2 separate regions of the Bombyx mori genome follow, and region 1 is linked to region 2. Evidence: chromatin contacts called from public Hi-C data. All regions are on one chromosome and are shown on one strand. The core of a region is the stretch at or near the end of the contact, and the rest is flanking DNA. Distances in the headings are between cores, read along the strand shown. Region 1 holds the start of LOC101739884 (DET1 homolog). Region 2 holds the start of LOC101737548 (large ribosomal subunit protein mL65).

The links. A called contact is a pair of places that touch in the nucleus more often than the background predicts.
Region 1: a Hi-C map of posterior silk gland shows a contact between it and region 2, with 2.7 times the contacts expected there. The contact joins the promoter of LOC101739884 here to the promoter of LOC101737548 in region 2. A contact is called at or near these places in 2 of 7 Hi-C or Micro-C datasets (middle silk gland and posterior silk gland).

Annotation. Positions count from the first base shown.
Region 1 is chr21:9,203,425-9,208,135 of ASM3026992v2, forward strand. LOC101739884 (DET1 homolog) reads right to left here and starts at 2,874. Exons shown (of 9, transcript XM_062674729.1): 1 at 2,086-2,874; 2 at 1,833-1,958; 3 at 1,267-1,484. The coding sequence starts at 2,406. LOC134200867 (a long non-coding RNA gene) reads right to left here. Exons shown (of 2, transcript XR_009975959.1): 2 at 4,028-4,149.
Region 2 is chr21:8,438,844-8,443,491 of ASM3026992v2, forward strand. LOC101737548 (large ribosomal subunit protein mL65) reads left to right here and starts at 3,164. Exons shown (of 5, transcript XM_004929598.4): 1 at 3,164-3,855; 2 at 4,096-4,234. The coding sequence starts at 3,416. It overlaps LOC101737692 (beta-ureidopropionase), which reads left to right. Exons shown (of 1, transcript XM_062674711.1): 1 at 1-2,397. The coding sequence ends at 816. LOC733143 (eukaryotic translation initiation factor 2 subunit 2) reads right to left here and starts at 2,371. Exons shown (of 1, transcript NM_001044213.1): 1 at 1,326-2,371. The coding sequence starts at 2,304. The coding sequence ends at 1,372.

The DNA.
Region 1 (4,711 bases), core at 1,624-4,123, 760 kb after region 2:
CTTGACGGTGGTGGCGCGATATCTACGACCTAAGCTACCGCTGGGTAGAGTTCTAACTTAGAACTTCTAAGATAAGACAACTCTGCCGTACCAGGCGGTTAACTCACTTTGTTAACGAAAGCTTCATGTTGTTGGGCAAAGCTTTTAAATGAATTTGAAACTGTGCACATACATATAAACTAGGTACCTAAACAATTATATTTCAATGCATATTCCACATATTGAAGTTGCCGTCCTGAATTCGTGAAGCCGGAATAGCTTCTTAGGCTACCAGAGAAAAGTTTGGGAAAAAATAGCTCGTCGTTGCCTAAAGTCAGGTGTATTCATATCGAGCGGTGCGACTGTACTGTAGCGGCAAACGTAGGGGCGTTCCAACTCCATAAATTAACTTTTACGCGATCGAGAAGTTAAAAAACTCGCACTAAGCACACCGGTGTTCGAATCCCAATAATTTTCATATGAAATATGCATGCAATGCATGTTCACGAATGATTTCCGAATAAAAGTCAAATGCTCAAAAGTTTAAATTTACGTAGTTATTTGTGGTAAGGCGTCTTGTGAGCACGCACCACGTAAGTACCACCACCCTGCCTATTTCTGCCGTGAAGCAGTAATATGTTTCGGTATAAGGGTGAGGCAGCCATTGTATTTTAAAACTGAATTAAAATTCAAGATGGGTCGCGACATTTACGTTTCTGATGTCTATGGACTCTGGTTCCAGGTGAACTGTGAGCACGTCCACACATCGAAGCAATATAAAATTAAAAAACGATAAATAATTGGAAGAAATCTTTCAGATTTGTGATTACAAAATTATTTTAATTGCCTTTGAAACCATACGCAAGACCTATTGGAAAGCAGTTAAATTCCCTCAAGGCTTGCAATGCCATAGCCAAGACACTGCCTGCTAACAATTATTTAATGTATATAAATGTATGTACATTGTATTGATGTATGAATTCTTACATCATGATCCCAAATTTTTGGGTATATATTTTTCACCACCTGTATTCCACCGGTTTTGGCCTAGGGGAAGAAATCAACATTTATGATTTCAGCACAACTTATACATTGTTCTTTTTTTTTTGCTTACAATAATGAATTAAGCTTACTTCAATTTGCCATGACAAATTTATTAAAACCTTTATGATATGTTGCACTTACTATATTTTTAATTTAAAAAACTAATAATAGCTGTGCTATGATGCTGCGGGAGTATGAAAATTAAGTATCGGACTCTAAATAATATTACAGATTAAAAAATACCTTATTGTAGGCGTGACAGCTTCATTGTTACTGTGAATGTGATAAAAATGTGGTCTCAAGTCATCTGGAATATGTGCTGCAGATCCCACTATTACATATCTACCATCTTCAGTAAACAAGCTGCATTCTCTGTTGAGTTGTTGCTCCATCACAGGCATGTTACCAAGACGATCAGATCTGATATCTCTTTGTTGACAAACATTCACTGTAAACTTAGGCTATAAAGATAATTTTATTATTTAGATAGACATTTTCTTATCATTCCATCAAATCACATTATTGCAATCAATAAGGGTTGTCTCTTTCTTGCATGTCTCCTTGGTACAGTTCAGTAAGAAAATTGTGGGTAACTATGTATCTATATCTGGCTGATAGAGGGATATATGTCGAAACTGACAGCCACTGTTAGAGATTAAGACTACAATATAAATAAATTATCTTGAGATGGATGTATTCTTCAATACAGATGTATTGTTTTAAAAGAGAGATTGAGAAAGTAAGCCTATATAATTAATAATATATGAACACCTAAACAAATTAATAAAACATGACACAATATATCATACCTTAAAGAATCTATAAAATATATGTGTTCTAATTCTGTGATGAGCATCAGCATCTGCATTAAGCAAGTCAGTTGGATAACCAGCCACTAAGTCTCCTGCACTAGAAGCACCTCTGTATTCATAGATCTGAAATACAAATCTACTATTTGCAAAATTAAACAGAAAAAAACAACCAACAGCATTTACTCAAAGTTAATGTTTGTTTTTATTACACACTTAAATCATAAAACGTCAACATCATACATTAACATACCTCCAGAGAAGTTTGATCAGCTGAGAATGCTATGAAATGTTTACCATCTGGACTAAACTTCCTCAAAAAGCACGGAGGTTTCTCAACGTTTACGATAGTTAAATTTGGAAAAACATTCTGATAAAATTCACGAACAACGTGAAAATGCGATCCAGGTTTCCGTGACCCGTGTATTTCTCTTTCCATTAATCTTATGACGATATTTTGAGGTTTTATTTTTCGAGGTACAATTTTTTCTGTGCAAAAGAATTCCTTTTCGTCGATTGCTCCGGGTGGAGGGTCCTCATAATAAATAAATTTCGAACTACTCCCAGAAGCCATTGCAAAGGCACGATTTAATTTCTAAAAGTACTTTCGTTATTTTTTTTTTTTTTTTTTAAGAGATTTTATGACCTGGTAACTGAGACCTTTAAGTCATGTCTTATTTTAATCTATATTCTTAATTTTATGAAAAATGATGTTATGGAGTGAAATGAAATGAAAATGATTAATTTGAGACATTAATCAACTAGGATGAAATTAAATGAGATGATATGAGATGAAATCTAATCTCAGTAAAATGGTGGTAATTTACTAAGATTTTTCAGTGGACTTTTTGGAGGATCCCGAGAAGTTACGTCCAGCGGCTTTGTTTCATTTTCCCACATTTGTGCACTTTCACAGATATTAAACGGTTAATAAACCACCATTATTACACATTTAAACCCGAAGAAACACTAAATAGACAAAATAAAACAAATCACACAACTTCACTCCTCGCGTTCCCGCCAAAAAGTCCTTTCGTTATTTATGTACCTTTGTATCCATAGATTATACACTTATTATATTTGAGAGTTTGTATCAATATGAGTAGTAGTAGTAAGGTTTTTCTCGAAGAGAAAGGCAATGGGACTAAGCCATACAGCCAATTCTTAAGTTTAATATTTTCATATATAATTTTATGTTTCAAGGCAAAAAAGCCAATTCTTTAGTATTTTTCATTTATAAATATTTTTCAAATCCGTGTAAATGTCTATTCAGATAAAAAAAAAACCAATTTGTTTCGGTTGAGAGTTGTCGCAATCGTGTTTCTTGGAAAATCTGACTATAAAGTCAAAATTTGTGTTCTCCATTATAAGTCTCCGAAAGTAGAGTTAATGTATTCATATACTGCTCTAAAACTTGCAGTGCACTTAAGCAATTCTTGAAGAGAAGGCGGGATGCTATCCTTATAAACCTCTTGCAGTATTATCAATAAATAGGATGCGATGAATATTAAAAGCTGGACATGTGAAAAAAATATGTTGTAAAGTTTGTTCTTCATTTAGGGAGCATTTATTACAATTTGGTGATGAAGTTATTTTCATTCGGTAAAGGTGAGCGTTAAATTTGCAATGACCAAATCTCAGTCTACAAATCTGTGTGTAGAACTTCCTTTTACAGAAATATTTGCTCCTAGCGAACCAGAGTTTAATACCGATTTCATTATTTATTTCAGCATACCATTTACCTTTGGTTTCATTTATATGCTGTCTGTTTTCGAGCCAATCTTTATTAATTTGTTGACGAATATCAGGAACTAGGTCTTGCCATGGAATTGAAATATTTTTAATCTGGCCACCCAAGTTATTTATTGATTTTGCAAAATTATCAACTTTTTCATTGCCCACCACTCCACAATGTGCTGGAGTCCATGTGAATTCAACAGTGATATTTTGGTTACGCAAATCCGTCCAAAGTTTTTTAATACACTAAAGTAGGTAACAATTTAAAAACAAAAAAATACTCTGCTTTTTATGGGATTTCATGACCTGGTAACTAAAACCTTTAGGTCAAGTCTTATTTTAATTTTAATGAAAACTTTTATAAATGAAAAATTTATACTTAATATTATAAAGCTGAAGAGTTTGTTTGTTTGAACTTGAACTTGAAATTTGAACTATTGGTCCGATTTGAAAAATTATTTCAGTATTAGATAGCCCATTTATTGAGGAAGCTATATAACATCACCCTAAGATAAGAGCACCAATGAAGAATGTTTCAAAATCGGGGCTTTTTCCCTTTTGAGAGCTTCCAGTACGTGCGCTGTGGAAACGGTTAAAGTTTCACTAAAATAATAACCGCAACAGAGTAATAAGTATTTAATTTTAAAGAAATTTACCCACAGTTGATTTTAATGAGTACCTTCTATGAGTATTTTAAAGAGTACTAGCTGACCCGGCAGACTTCGTAGTGCCTCAATCGATAAATAAAAGACCTAAAGTTTTGTATAAAATAAATTTAAAACAAACAAAAGAAACCCGTCCAACGGGGAACACATAAAGGGAAAATCAAAATTGTTTGTTTTTATATAATTCCGAGCATTTTCATATTTATTCACCTTTTAAACCTTCTTTGGACTTCCACAAATAATTCAAGACCAAAATTAGCCAAATCGGTCCAGCCGTTCTCGAGTCCTCGAATGGAGGCCACGGATGGGTACAAGGAGCGTGGGGCGTCCTCCAACCAGGTGGACTGACGACTTAGTGCGCACGGCGGGAAGTCGTTGGATGCGGAAGGCGGAGGACCGCATTATGTGGAAGGCATTGGGGAAGGCCTATGTCCAGCAGTGGGCAGATAAAGGCTGATGATGATGATGATGTTCTCG
Region 2 (4,648 bases), core at 1,914-4,413:
ATTCTTTGTTTACAAGAAGCTTGGAACATGCCCTTTGCATTTTGTACAAGAGAAAAGCAACCATGGTGTGACTTTGCAGAACCTGTGTTGACTGGCCCTAGCACAGTTTTTTTAGCAGAGCTTGCAGTGAAGTATGACATGGTTATCATATCTCCAATTTTAGAACGAGATGATATTCATGGAGATACTATTTGGAATACAGCAGTAGTTATCAATGAATTTGGAAAGGTAATAGGAAAACACCGTAAAAACCACATTCCAAGGGTTGGAGATTTCAATGAATCTACATATTATTTTGAAGGTAATACTGGTCATCCAGTATTTGAAACAAAATATGGTAAAGTTGCCATCAATATTTGCTATGGTCGTCACCATCCACTAAACTGGCTAATGTTTGGTATCAATGGTGCTGAAATTGTATTTAACCCATCAGCAACAGTTTCAGGTTTAAGTGAACATTTGTGGGCAGTTGAAGCTCGCAATGCAGCTATAGCCAACAGTTATTATACATGTGCTATAAACAGAGTAGGAACTGAATCATTCCCAAATGAATTTACATCTGGAGATGGAAAACCAGCACATAAAGATTTTGGACACTTCTATGGTTCTAGCTATGTGACAGCACCTGATGGTAGCAGAACTCCAGGCCTGTCTCGAATTAAGGATGGTTTACTTATTGCCCAAGTTGATCTAAACTTGTGTCGCCAAATTAAAGACAAGTGGGGATTCACTATGACTCAACGCCTTGACTTATATGCTCAAAGTCTAAATGAAGCTATAAAGCATGATTATGTACCTCAAGTGGTACACAAGTAATAAAGATTCAATTTACCAATCATGAATCCTACAATTTTATTATAGTGTTACTGAACAGATCTGTTAATATTGTTAATTCTGCTAAATTTAAACTCTGTTTTAGTCTACTTTAATTTTTAGACATAATTGGTGTTTCACTGCATTACAGACTTTAATAAAGATTGTTAATTGTTAGAAAATGTTTTATTATATGCAATAGATTAAAATAAAACAATATTTTATAAAACATTGTGTATCAATGAGAATAATACAGATGTGAGTTATACATAAATATAGGGATTCAATTGGGACACATTTGATAAAAATAAATATGTATTTCACATTGTGTTGTCAACACCTGGGTTACTGTACTATGTTTATTGAAACTGAGGACCACAACATGTGCTGAATTCATTTGAAATTGCCTAATTTGTTTATTATTAATTACTACAATAATGCTTAGCTTGTCATGTTGGCTGAGGTTGACAGATATAAAAACACAATCTACTATTAAAAATTACCACATGTACCCCAAACCATTACTGTAAAATTAGTTAATCACTAAGCACTAATTTTCTATGCAGTCTTTGCACGGATGGCAGCACGCTTGCCAGTCACAGCTTGGAAACCAGATTTAATGCTAGCCACTGAACAACGAGACCCACATGTCTCACATTGAAGGAAGAATAATCTAGTATCTTTCTGTAAAATTGTATCAGGGGAGCGGCATGTATGACATGTTACATACTCTTTTATATACCGACGTAAAACATTCTCTATCTGTTTTTGTTGGAAGCGACCTTTGATAATTAGTTGACTGTTTCCATCCACTGAACCACTAGTACCCAATTCCGCCAGAAGAAAATCCAACAAATGCTTGGCCTGCCGATGCAAAGTTTTACAAATTTCCGTAAAATTGGCAAAGGAGGTTTTCTTTGTACCAATTCGGACTACTTGGGGTGGTCTCATTATGAACTTTTGCTTTTTACCAGATACCATGCTTGGGTTCTTTTCCCGCATAATATCAAAAACTCGTTCTAGAAGTTCGTCATATGAGTAATCATGATCACTTCCAACCCATTCACCGTGCTCATCTTCCACATTTTCTTGATCTTCTCCTCTGACATCTTCTTCTGTGACCAGTTCATCTACATTTTTATCCTTCTTCCTCTTTTTCTTTTTCGTCTTAGTGAAATCTATATCCAAATCTAGATCATCCATTACTTCGTCTTCCTGCGCTTCCGGTTCTTCGGTTGGCGGTGTTTCAGGCAAGGCATTTTCTAATTCTCCGAGATTGAAAAACGTCTTCTTCTTTTTCTTTTTCTTTTTGCCAAAATTGTCTAAATCGAGGTTATCGTCTTCGGGCGCGTCGACGTCACCTGTATCTGCGGGTGTCTCCATACTCGTGCTCTCACCTTGCTCACCAGCAAGAGCAGCTTCTAAATCAAAACCAGTCTTCTTTTTCTTTTTCTTCTTCAACGAAGGATCAAATATCATATCGTCGTCCATGTTTACTAAAAGGCGTTGTTCTCGTAAAGGAAACTAAATTTTTGGTTAGAATATGAGACGATTGAGCAGTATTGTAGAAGGCTAATGTCAAAATAATGTCAAAAAGTTGCATCAGATTCGTCGTTCAAAAATGTACCGTACCGTAATTTTTTTTTCTCTCGCAATTACTGACGTCTATGATATCTAGGCTTCTTTTAGTAGTCGTGTCTATACATAAACTAATATTTTGTATGGAGGGATGGCAACCGGGGATTGAGTCAGCTGACCAATAAATCATATTTAGATAGTAGAAAATCAAGATTCTATTAGAATGCAAGCATAAAATATTTACAATTATTTTTGATTCTGGTGCTTTACTCGTAAAGTACTATAAAATCTACTGGAGCATTGAGTTGATTTGTGGCTAAAGTCGCAACAGGAGAGAAGCAGGGCGGAGCTTAGAGTATATCATTTTGGAAGGTAGATTTTTTTCCTTCCGGAAAGAGTGAGTCACCTCTCCTACTTATGGAAAGTAGAAGAGGTGACTCAACCCAAATGACTATCACATTCATGAAACTGAATTAATTAATTATCAATATCGCACAAATAAGAACAAAACGTTAAAGAACTGTTTGTGATATATTTGATGATTTGATTTAAATGATGTATTATTTCTAAACTTTCAATGTAAAATAAAACAATTGAGTACCTTAAGACGATCTTAAACATTTAGCATTGAGTACCGTACTGTTTAGGTACTACTCTCAAATAAAGAGAATACATAAAAATTGTTCTAATTCTCAAAGAGTTTAGAGTTTAGAGCATAGATTATACATTTAATATGTTTAGAGATGATTTAGTCTGTATTACTGTGTATATCTGTCAAAGTCTCAAAAAGTCAGTCAAAGTCAAAGTCAAATTAACCTAAAATTAGTCAAAACGTCTAGTTTCCAAAAATAAAATAAGCAAATCAATTACCAATTTCATACTTTAAAAAAAATTAAATATAATTAAAAATTAAAAATAATTAAATTTTTATCGCCACTTTCTCTTAGGAGATATCTACATAAACTAAGAAACAAATAACTCAATAGGAATTCTGATTTATGGGTATATCGAATTGCAATTCGATATGCATATAATTAAATTACACCGATCATTATTGAAAATAAAGAATGCCATTCCAAGATACTCTACTATTACGGCTCTTGAAGAAAGTGAATACACCGAGACACCGGAGTATCCCCCTATACTGGATATGACTCGGGAAGGAAAATTATTGCGTCGAAGACAAAGTTTTCAAAGCAAAATACAAGAACTAAACACGATAGAAGAGAAACAAATAGCCTTAAATATGCCTCGTTATTATGGATGGCAGTGTATAATGTTGAACAATGATAAAGTTCCGTACAACGCAATGCCCTTAGTACAGTATTATACTAGGAGTCATTTCATACCGGTCGCTAAACTTCCGGAAGCATACAATGAAATCGAACAACAAGCTAGTAATATTCTTCAAGAAATCAAACCACAAATAGAAGATGCCATAGCTATTGAATTAACTGATGTTGAGTAAGTAATTGAAATTAGTTTAAAGTATAATTGTCAATTTACGCAATTGGAAAGAAACATGACATTGATTACACAAAAATATTTAGTTGGTTTGGTTTGGTTAAACTAAAATGCCTACTTGATATTGACTACTTGATACCTTCACAACAAGATCAAATGTGTGTTGTTTGATTAATTTATAAACCTAGATACAAGCTTAAGTTTATTATTAATTTATCAAGCATTTAAAAAAAATTTCAGGAGGAACTTCAAATTCTTACAAGATAAATCTATAAAAATGCAACAAGAAGATACAATTACAAAATGTGTTGTGAGACAAATAAACAGAATTATAATGAACAATCTCAGTGATAACTTGCCTCATATTTTGTCAACACAGGTATTTGATTTAATAATTACTTAGCATACATGGAAACTTTAGACCAAGGCGACATATCAAGGATAACAAATTATTGTTATCCTAGTCTATACTAGGATAACAATAATTTTATGGGTAACTTTTTATAAGTAAAGGTTATGTTATGAGCATGTTAAAACATGCTCCTATAATTACAACTACTGTCAGAGAGATAAAATTTTTCTAATGTATATTTGTTCAGAATGACATTATACACCGTCCACAGGGACAGATGTGGCAAATTTAATTAATATTTAATTGAAACATGCTTTATCAATAGTATATTTAACAATCCTTCAATTTTTTCTTCAATTTTCCATATCAAAAGAGAATATTATAAAACAAAAATCTCCAAATCACTTTACCAATGATATCTATTGTATGGTATATTGTCTG